3 separate regions of the Mus musculus genome follow, and all the other regions are linked to region 2. Evidence: chromatin contacts called from public Micro-C and promoter capture Hi-C data. All regions are on one chromosome and are shown on one strand. Each heading gives the region's core, a stretch centred on a gene start, on an enhancer-like site or on the middle of the called end of the contact. The rest is flanking DNA. Distances are from core to core; before and after follow the strand shown.

Region 1 (3,185 bases), core at 498-2,997, 180 kb before region 2:
GAAACCCTGTCTCAAAAAACCAAAAAAAAAAAAAAAAAAAAAGAAAGAAAAGAAAAGAAAAAGAAAAAGAAACAGCTACAGGATCTGCCTACCTCTGTCTCCCAGGTGCTACAATAAGGACAAGCACCGCCATGGCTGGCCCTTCATCCCTATAGAAAGATAATTCCCCTTTGGTATTCTGACTTGGACTTCATGGAGAACATGACCTATGGCTCTGTGCACACACAATTGTTTAACTTAGGAATAAAGTTATTTAATGATAGCATGCTTTATTTTAGCTCTCCCATTGCCTGAGCAGTTACGAAACATTTTTCCTAGAGGCCATCTGGGTCTTCACTGTGTAGCACCTCCCCTCCCTAAAGTGCTCACTGCTCAGCATCTACCTGTCCAGGGCACAACACACTTCGGTCAACCCCTGTGGTAACTGTCTTCTGGGCCAAGCAAGCATCATCTTGGGGGTTCACTGTATCCCCACCTTGCAAAATTGATCCTGGTTGGGCTTGTTAACGTTTCTTCTTCGCCCCACCTGGCCCAGGGAAACAGTATCCAGATGCTCTCTGGCACCTGCCGAGGCTGCATTTAGCCTGGGGAGAGGAGATGGAGCTTGGGGACAGGTCTGGGGAAACTAGGGCAGGGCTCCATGCACACAGCTACAGGGAAGCCCTCATCCCTCCCGAATGCTGCTTCTGTGTGCACCAGGAGAAGAGTTGCCCGCCATAGCCCTGAGTGCAGCTTCTGTGTGCACTAGGAGAAGAGTTGCCCGCATAGCCCTGAGTGCAGCTTCTGTGTGCACCGGGAGAAGAGTCGCCCGCCATAGCCCTGAGTGCAGCTTCTGTGTGCACCGGGAGAAGAGTCGCCACAGCCCTGTAAGTAACTCCTCACCTAGGCTCATCTGACCTCCGTTTGTCATTGGGACCTTGCGAGGAGGAGTAGATGTTGCTTTAAGTCTCTTTCAGGGAAGGAATGTTAGCAATGAGCTCCACCCCACCCCAGCCCCAAACCAGGTTCCGAGGCTCTAATCACCCAAACTAACCTGGGCTCGTGCCCAGAAGCACAGTGAAAAACTGGCTCCAGCCCAAGGCGTTGAGATTATTAATTAATTCTCCTGGAGGACTTTAGAGTCTTTAATAATGGGCATTGTGCTGTGGTGGCTGGAAACTCGGCACCTTTGATCGCCAGGGCTTTCCCAGGCTCTGCCTTGGAGAATGCAAAGGATCAGTGGGCAAGCAAGTGGGAGAAGCCAAGGCCACATGCCCATAGGCCGCTTGTCATTCTCTTCCCCTGAAAGACTGGAATGACAGCCATTCTGTGCTTTATAACACTGGATACCCATGCATGCATATTAACCTATCATGCTCCATGGAGAGGGCCAGACCTGTGTTAGTTCCTGGGAAGTGACATGAATAAAGATGTATTCACTTCAAGTTCACCCAGCTAGACCGGGTGGGGTAGAAGAGCCTACCCTTTTCTCTTTGGGGGTTTGTGAGACATGGAGAGGACCTCTAGATCTCTGGAATAATTGTATTTTTAAATGACTGCAGCTGTGCTGCCTGATAGGTCAATGGATAGGTTCAAAGGATCATTTTCCCTCTTGTCATTTAGAGATGAAGACGCATACTGTCGTTGAGATAACGGGGCCTACTGAGCTAGCCAAGAATGAAACGACCAGTCCTGGAACAAGTTACAGAACTGTGTCCACATCATAGCTGCAGAGCTATCCATCAGGGTGCTGGGGGCTGCCCATTGGTTGAGTGCTCACTTAGCATACAGGAAGCCCTGTGGTCAATCTCTGCACTACATAAACAAGGCACATGTGACACACTTGTGGTCCCAGAAGAGAGAAGGTGCAAACAAGAAGTTAATAACCAGTGTTCAGGGTTCAAGGTTATATAGAGAGTTCAAGGCTAGCCTGGGCTACACAAATCTCTACACCAAAGAAAAGGAAAAAATAGCCGGTAAGTGGTGGCACACACCTTTAATGCCAGCACTCCCCAGGTGGAGGGTGGGCAGCCTCTGTGGGCTCTGCTCAGGGGCCATCCTATACACGGCTGGGCTGGGCATGAGTGGAGTTACTCACAGGGCTCTTAGGGGCAGGGTAGGGAGAGAGAGATCTTCATACTTGCCAGGCAAGACTTGACTTCGGAAATTACAAGGTACGATGACTTGGCACCTTTGCTGTATGTTCAAGGACAGCAGTGCTGGGATGGGCTTACGGGATGACTCAGAGGGCCAGCCACAGTCTGGACATGTGAGGTTCTGCCTGGAGCAGCCCTCTCTCACTGAAACAAGGTGCTAGCTGCAAGCAACACATGTGTGCGCATGCGTGTGTGAGTAAAGCATGAAAGCCCTGAAAAAGTTTACCCAGTGGGAAACAGATGGCAGATGATTGATCTTTCTTTTTCTGTACCAGGATTAATCCAGGGGCAGAAAGAAAAGGGATAGCTTGGGAATGAAGGTTTTTTTCTTTCTTCTTCTTCTTTTTTTTTTTTTGTTGTTGTTGTTTTTTTGTTTGTTTGTTTTTTGAGACAGGGTTTCTCTGTGTATCCCTGGCTGTCCCGGAACTCACTCTGTAGACCAGGCAGGCCTTGAACTCAGAAATCCGCCTGCCTCTGCCTCCCAAGTGCTGGGACTAAAGGCATGCGCCACCACTGCCCAGTGGAACACAGGTTTCTAATCCCAGCATTTAGGAGGCTGAGGCAGGAGGATTAAGCGTTCAAGGATAGCCTAGGATCTGTAACAAGACCCTGTCCCACTGGGCATGGTGGCGCACGCCTTTAATCCCAGCACTGGGAAGGCAGAAGCAGGCGGATTTCTGAGCCAGCCTGGTCTACAGAGTGAGTTCCAGGACAGCCAGGGATACACAGAGAAACCCTGTCTCAAACACCCCACCCACCCCCCACAAAAAAAAGACCCTGTCCCAAATATAGGCCCTACAGTAAATGGGCACTGCGAGATTTATTCAGAGAGTGGGCCCATCCACCTGGAGGCCAGCAAGTTGGAACCACGTCAGACTGCGGGACTCTCAGCACTGAAGCTCTTCTTCACAGAGAAACTTTTTCCTATCTATCCTCTCTTGTGAGTCACCGGAGCGTCCGGGGTATAACCACATCTACAAAATACCAGCACGGCCACACCTGAGTTAGTGTTTCATTGCATAACTGGGAACTACAGACTAGCTAACTTAG
Region 2 (3,091 bases), core at 141-2,640:
TATACCTTAAAAACGACCATGCAAACAAAAAATGTTAGTCATAGTAGCAAATAAATGAAAATGTGTGCTTGCAAGCATGTATCTATGAAGAAGGGTTTTTTTGTTTGTTTGTTTGTTTGTTTTTTGTTTTTGGCCGGGGCGGGGGGGGTGTTGGGAGGGGGTGGGTGGGAGCTCAAATTGTGTAGCAATAATTGAATATCCTTTTATATTCTTCTTTATTTTTTTTTCTTGTTACTTTGTCTTTTCAATGGTGCTTACACTTACAAAAAGAAAAAAATCATCTGGCGTTTGTAATGTGCATATTTCCCAAGGTTGCCCAAAAACATGAGAAAGATGCTAATGGGAGCATCCCAAGACCTTCGTGTGTGTGTGTGTGTGTGTGTGTGTGTGTGTGTGTGTGTGTGTGTGTGTCTCGCCTCCTCTTCTCTAAAAGAAAGGAGTCTTCCTTGAGTAGGAGCCCCTGACTGAGGCCATCTTAGGCTGGAGAGTCTGGTCTCATTGGCACTCCGGGATCCCACAGGCGCTGGGATTTTCTTCTGAGGGAACTTTCTGGAGCAGGTGGGTGTGCTTCCTATTGACACCTGTGCTCGCTGAAGAAGGGTTGAGTAGCCGAACGTAACTGCCTGTGGGCACCTTCCGATTCGAGGCTGATTCACAGCATTTTTGAGCTTCTCCTGAAGCTCTTAGGTCAACCTGTGCCCCTTTGCGGCAGGACAACTCATTTACTGAGCCTGGACATGAGGTACGTAGAGGCGTTCGAGTCGGACTCGGTAGACGAGCACTAGAGTGCCCTGCTAGATCTCAAAGAACGTGTAGGATTCCCGACGTGGTCCGGCGGGCGGGCGCAGCTCCCTCGGCCACGGTATGCGCCCCTTGGGGACCTGCAGAACTGCTGCCTCTCTGCTAATACCATCTTGCTCGAGGTGGTCACGTGCGGGCTACAGTGGCGCGCTTCGCCAGGGACGGATGGATCAGGGACTTCGCGGGGTCCCGAGCCGCTCTGTCCAGAAGCCCGAGGTGAGGTCTTTCTTTCCAGAATCCCAAGCAAGGCCAGGACGCGCCTCCGGAGCCCGAGGACGCCGTCTCCAAGCCGTTCTCCGTCCATGGCGCCGTCGGGGATCAGAGGCTCACGCCGCGACGCCCAGCGCCACGGCCTCGCGGGTGTCTTTCGGCGAGGTGCGGACAGGGGGACGCGAGCAAAGCGGCGGGTTATGGACCCGGGCCCGCGGACGCGTCGTCTCCCGTGCAGCTCCAGCTCCGCGAGCCGGTGGGCTTGGGGAGGCCGGGTCGGGAGTGCCACGCGCGCGAAGCGAGGGGCGCGGGTTGCCGGGAGGGAGGACCGCGGAGCTGGGGGAGGGAGTGGGGGGGCCGCGGGCGCATGCGCCTTGCGTCCGTGCCATATTGGAATGAGTCGGAGCGCGGAGCGCCGCCGCCGCCGCCTCCGCCGGAGCGCGGGTGCAGGGGGGCGGGGAGAGCTGCCGGCCGCCCCGCTCTGCCGGGCTCAGCAGGAAGGAGGGCGCGAGCAGCGCGAGCGGAAAAGGCGCCCCGCGCGGGCGAGCGCCAAGAAGGAAAGAAAGAAAACCGAGCGAGCGGGCGGGCGTGCGAGCGAGCGGGGAGAGCGAGCAAGCGCGCGCGCGAAAACTCCCGTCAGGTAAAAAAAGCGGGGCGGCCGGCTGGGCCTTCCCGCGCGGCGGCCTGAGGGGTGGTGCGGCGCCCTCCCAAAGAGGCCCAGCAACTTTGCCAGCGGGAAGCGCCGGGAGCCAGCGGGCAGCGAGCGCGCGATCTGAGGCGCCAACGGGCGGCGGCGGCGCGTTGGGCGGGGGGGACGACTGGAGTGGGTGGGGGGACGCGGCGCCCGCGCGCGCGGCCTGGCGCGGTCCCGAGGCTCGGCGCGTCGGCCGGCGGGGGCTGCGGGGACGCGCCCGGGCACCTCGCGGACGCGGCGGAGGCCGGCGGCGCCGGGAGAGAGAGAGAGAGAGGGAGAACGGGCGAGCGGCGCGCGTCAGCCCAGCTGGGCGCGAGAGGCCAAAGTGGCCGGGTGGCGGTAGCGGGCTCCCAACTTGCAGGCTCCGGTCCCCTGCCCCCATCGAGCGGCCTCCCGCCGAGCCCCCGCGGACCCGCCCCCCCGGGCTCGCTCCGGGCGGGGCGCGAACCCGCAGCCCGCGCGGCCGCTCAACTTCTCAGGGCCTAGGCGGCGGCGGCAGCGGCAGCAGCAGCAGCGGCGGCGGCGACAGCAAGCGCGGTGGCCGAGTCTGAGCCTCCACCGCAACCGGTGGCTCCGGCCTCTCAGGCGCTTCGCCTGGGGAGGCACCGCCGCCCGACCCCCTGCGCGGATCTGGGGAGCGTCCTGAGGCCGCTCGGCAGGTCCGTGACCGTTTCGTTTTCTGTTCCCAAGTCTTGTTTTGTTCGCTGTAAAGACGCTGGAGGGGCGAGCCCTGTGTCCTGGGAAGCAAGGCCTGCTCTTTGCGGAGCAGAAAAGCCTTGTGAGACTCGGGATAAATTCCCGCGGAAAGGATAGACGTCGTGTTAAGTTTCCCCCCCGAGATGCCAGCTGTTCGCGTGGGGTCTCAAACTAAGCTGTCAAAGCCAGGTCATCTTTAGAGCTTGCGGTGCAGTGGGGTGGGACGCGTCCTGTAGGGCTTTTTTTTTTTTTTTAACTTGGTGGGCGCTCTTCCCCGCGGGTCACTCACAGCAGTTACTGGCCCCAAGTGGTGTGTGTCTTGTGATTGCTGTATTCATCAAAAAGATCTGAAGGAAGTAACATGGAATTAGTCATTATCTGCGTATGGCCTCTCCTGAACCGCGATTTTTAAGATGTCATACTTTATTTCATCTGAAGCAAAATGAATGCTTTGAGCGTGTAACTGTTGTGTCAGCTGTCTAGATGGGGTGGAGGAGGAGGAACGTGTTTTCGTAAGTACACATTGGGGCCTGTTAACTCGCAGCAAATGAACTCTCTTAGGCCACAGGTAGAGTCAGAGTTCAGATTTGTTTGCAGTGTCAGGAACAGCCAGTTGGAACTAGAGGGACCTGAGAGAAGGAGCCAGTTGTGTTATAAGGTTATTACTCAGTTACCATTGGCGAGCCACTT
Region 3 (3,355 bases), core at 715-3,214, 170 kb before region 2:
AACAAGATCTTAGACACCTACAGCGGCCAAGAAGAAGAGTTAGGAACATCTTTACTAATATGGGTACATAGCAGTTAGCATTTTTTTTACTGTTATCACATGCATATATATATATGTATATGTGTGTGTGTGTGTGTGTGCATGTATATGCACACACACACATATATATATATATATGTATATATATATATATATATATATATATATATATATATATATATATATATATATATATGTATATATATATATATATATATATATATATATTACTAACTATAACCCACTCAGTCTGTAGAAAGTTACTGGTGTGTATGTTTTCAAGGTTGACCATTTGGTATTGGGTAACCACTTGGTATGCTCTTTCTGGGAGAAGACTACTTCTCCCACTCTCAGGATTCCTTAGTTGCCTGTAGATCTTTGTGTAGAGTTGAAAGAGAGCAAGGATGGATGTATGGAAGGGATTGGAGGGAGGAAAAGGAGGAGAGAAATGTTGTAACTATTTTATAATTTTAAAAAGGACATTCAGATATATAGAAATGAACATTCAGAAATAAAAACATATACCTCTCTAGCTTATGTTTCCATTCCCAAATAGATTATAATTTTCCACTGTGAAGAAGAGGTGGAGGAGGAGGGGGGAGGAGAAGGGAGAAGAAGAGAACAAGGAAGAGGAAGGAGGAGGAGGAGAAGAAGAAGAAGGGGAGGAGGAGGGGGGAGGAGGAGGGAGAAGAAGAGAACAAGGAAGAGGAAGGAGGAGGAGGAGGAGAAGAAGAAGAAGGGAAGGAGGGGGAGGAGGAGGAGGAGGAAGAGGAAGTTAACATCAGTGTCATTGGACAGGTGGAGAAATGAAGAACTGGACTAATAATCACTGCCCTCAGGTCCATGGGGTTGGAAGGCCCAAAGGCTTCTGAGGTTTGTTTGCCTCCTTGACCTGTTGGTGAGCAGAGGACAGAGGTGGCACTTGCCTTGCCAAGGATCTGATAGTGGAACACTCCGAGACCACAACACTCCAGTCCCAGGTCCAGCCCTTGGCAGTCAGGCACTAGGAGGGCCAGCCTCTTTGGGCAGAGCCAGCAGAAGCCAGGGGCTGTAACAAACCACACTGGCAGTCTCACTGGGACACCTGGGAAACAGGCCAGGCAGGGAGCGCTTGGGGGAGGGGTGCTCACTTGCACAGGGCCCATTGTCTCATGACTCTGAGTTTGAGCTCTGTGGAGGACACAGAGAGGACCTGGACCAAAGCTGTACTGGTGCCTTCCTCTGCCTCTGCCCAGCACCCACTCACAGGCTTGCCTTTATATCCTCTCTGTAAATTGCAACAACCTCCGCCTCTGGAAACGGTATTGACCCGAGTGTGTGTCATGGATCCAATGAGACAGATCCAACGAGACTGTGAAGGCAACGCTTTCTGTTACAGCTGCTCAGTCCTCTCAGCTCCACCAGATCTGGTAAGAGCAGTAGGTGCTAACTGTCTCTACAGAGGCAAACCCAGTAATCTCTCTGAATCCACTCTTGTCCGTTGGCTCTAGTAGTCTGAGACCAGCATACTCCTAGTAACTTCTCAGTATTACCGTTTCTGGCAGTGTATATTTATTCTCATGTCTGGGATCTTTTTGGACTGAGGATAATCTGCTGCAGCGCTACCCACCAACCCTGTAATCTCAATCTAACCTTGCCAAGCCTCAACCTTTTCCTTAGAAAAGTGCAATTACTGATTAGTATCTCTCTTCTCAGTCCTACCCAAGTCAGCCGCGGAACTCTGAGCCATGCTTAGAACCAGGAATAGTGGCGAAGTTACTTTGTTGCTACTGTTTGTGTGTGATTAATTCCAACAGGGCACTGTGCTGGGAGAGAGCCCCCAGGCCTGGCGACTTCCGAGAGTCCACTAAATGCGGGGCGTGGCCAGAGGCCACTCGTCGGCCTGGGGTGATTCGGCGCCCCGCCCCACCTCCGCCCCGCCCCCCATGGGCGGGTCCTAAGGAGTCTTAACGCGCCCGCCCGCAGCACCCGTCCTCGGTCACTGCTGGTCGCTTCCTGAGCCGCTGCTGGCTCTGTGTCTCTGTCCTCAGCGTTCTCGTCCTCGTCCTCGTCCTCGTCCTACCACGCCATGGAAGGTTACCATAAGCCAGATCAGCAGAAGCTCCAGGCCCTGAAGGACACAGCCAATCGCCTGCGCATCAGCTCCATCCAGGCCACCACCGCGGCAGGCTCAGGGTGAGCGCGCGCTTCTGGCGGGGCTGGGAGCCGGGTCCCGCGGCCTCCCTGGCTCCGTGTCGCGTAGCACGATGTCGCCACGAGGGCGCGGTCAGATGGCGGAGCCTTCCGCTGCTCCGGAGCGGCCGGGTTCGACCGCGTGGGCCTCAGGTCTCGCGAGCACCTCCAGCCGGCCCGGGCTTCCCGGTTCTCGCTGCGCCCGGGCGCGCCTCCTCGCTCTGCGGCTGCAACCCGGAGGCCACCATGACTGCTGGCGGGAGAAACCTGAGCACGTGTGGGCTCCAGCTCTCCACCAGCATGTTGGTTCCACTGGTTTGCAGATGGGGAAACTGAGATTCCGGCTTTATATCAGTTGTCCAAAGTCACAGTGAGAGCTGGAATTTCAGCCCTTGCAATGTAGGCAGAGAATGTGTGTAGAGCCCACCATTTTGCAGTAGACTGGGGGCCCACCCTTCTCTGCATCTCTAACCACGCTCCCCTCCTCGACACTTCTTGCCTCTCCTGCTATGTGTGGGCTGGGGTCCCGGTGCTGCTGAAGACTCCAGGGTGGGGGCAGGGAGGTGACGATGCAACACCAAGAGAGGCTTAGACCCGAGCAAGGAGGTTGGAGTGCGAGTCTGGGGAGAAGGGAGCTTGTAGAAAGAAGGGGCGAGGCCCACGCGAAATAGGAAGTTCTGGGCTAACGGTGTTTGCACACTGGGTGGTTTCAAGAAATTCTAAGGTCTCCATTGGGCCTGGTATGAGACCTTGAGACAGAGAGATCTGGGCTTCTTGGAATGGTTTGGGGTTCTGGGGAGGGAGATTTTAGGAACCCAGACAAACTGTGAGCTTAGAACAAAGACCAGGATTCTGGATTTTGGCCAGTTCCATACAGAACATATTATTAAAGGAGTGCATTTCTCTTGCCTTTTACCGTGGGTTCCTCCTTACTTAGCCCTTGTGCTTTTAAGACGGGATGTCCTCAGAAGGTTTGAACTGGGAACCCTTTGCCACCCAACTTCCCATGCATACTTTGGACCTGTTATCTGTCTTGGCTTTAGATTGCTGCCTATGATAGAGGGTGCTCCCTGCCCAATTAAGAGACCTGACTTCCTTTTCTCTGGATTTCCTCAGTGTCTGGCAGAGACACTGTCCTCTCTAC

The links. A called contact is a pair of places that touch in the nucleus more often than the background predicts. Capture Hi-C pulls out chosen DNA fragments and counts their contacts.
Region 1: a Micro-C map of embryonic stem cells shows a contact between it and region 2, with 3 times the contacts expected there. The contact joins the enhancer-like site here to the promoter of Sfmbt1 in region 2. A contact is called at or near these places in 7 of 484 Hi-C or Micro-C datasets (CD4 T cells, the G1E-ER4 cell line, embryonic stem cells and 1 more), 9 of 115 datasets of contacts at active chromatin or transcription factors (bone marrow-derived macrophages, effector CD8 T cells, embryonic stem cells and 5 more) and 4 of 9 other capture datasets (adipose tissue, liver, macrophages and 1 more).
Region 3: a promoter capture Hi-C map of liver shows a contact between it and region 2. The contact joins the promoter of Tkt here to the promoter of Sfmbt1 in region 2. A contact is called at or near these places in 4 of 39 promoter capture datasets (cranial neural crest, liver, pre-B cells and 1 more), 6 of 484 Hi-C or Micro-C datasets (CD4 T cells, the G1E-ER4 cell line, embryonic stem cells and 1 more), 7 of 115 datasets of contacts at active chromatin or transcription factors (bone marrow-derived macrophages, effector CD8 T cells, embryonic stem cells and 3 more) and 4 of 9 other capture datasets (adipose tissue, liver, macrophages and 1 more).

Annotation. Positions count from the first base shown.
Region 1 is chr14:30,529,859-30,533,043 of GRCm38.p6, forward strand. No RefSeq gene overlaps it. Among named protein-coding and RNA genes, the nearest start is that of Tkt, 18 kb to the right of the region's middle. Within about 2 kb of position 1,748, at least 51 of the 459 cell types and tissues checked have an H3K27ac peak or open chromatin away from gene starts, as enhancers often do. A contact at or near this core is called in bone marrow-derived macrophages, embryonic stem cells, pancreatic cancer cells and 1 more, where this site is marked.
Region 2 is chr14:30,714,225-30,717,315 of GRCm38.p6, forward strand. It overlaps Sfmbt1 (Scm-like with four mbt domains 1), which reads left to right and starts at 1,391. Exons shown (of 21, transcript NM_001166532.1): 1 at 1,391-1,651.
Region 3 is chr14:30,547,167-30,550,521 of GRCm38.p6, forward strand. Tkt (transketolase) reads left to right here and starts at 1,965. Exons shown (of 14, transcript NM_009388.6): 1 at 1,965-2,214. The coding sequence starts at 2,108.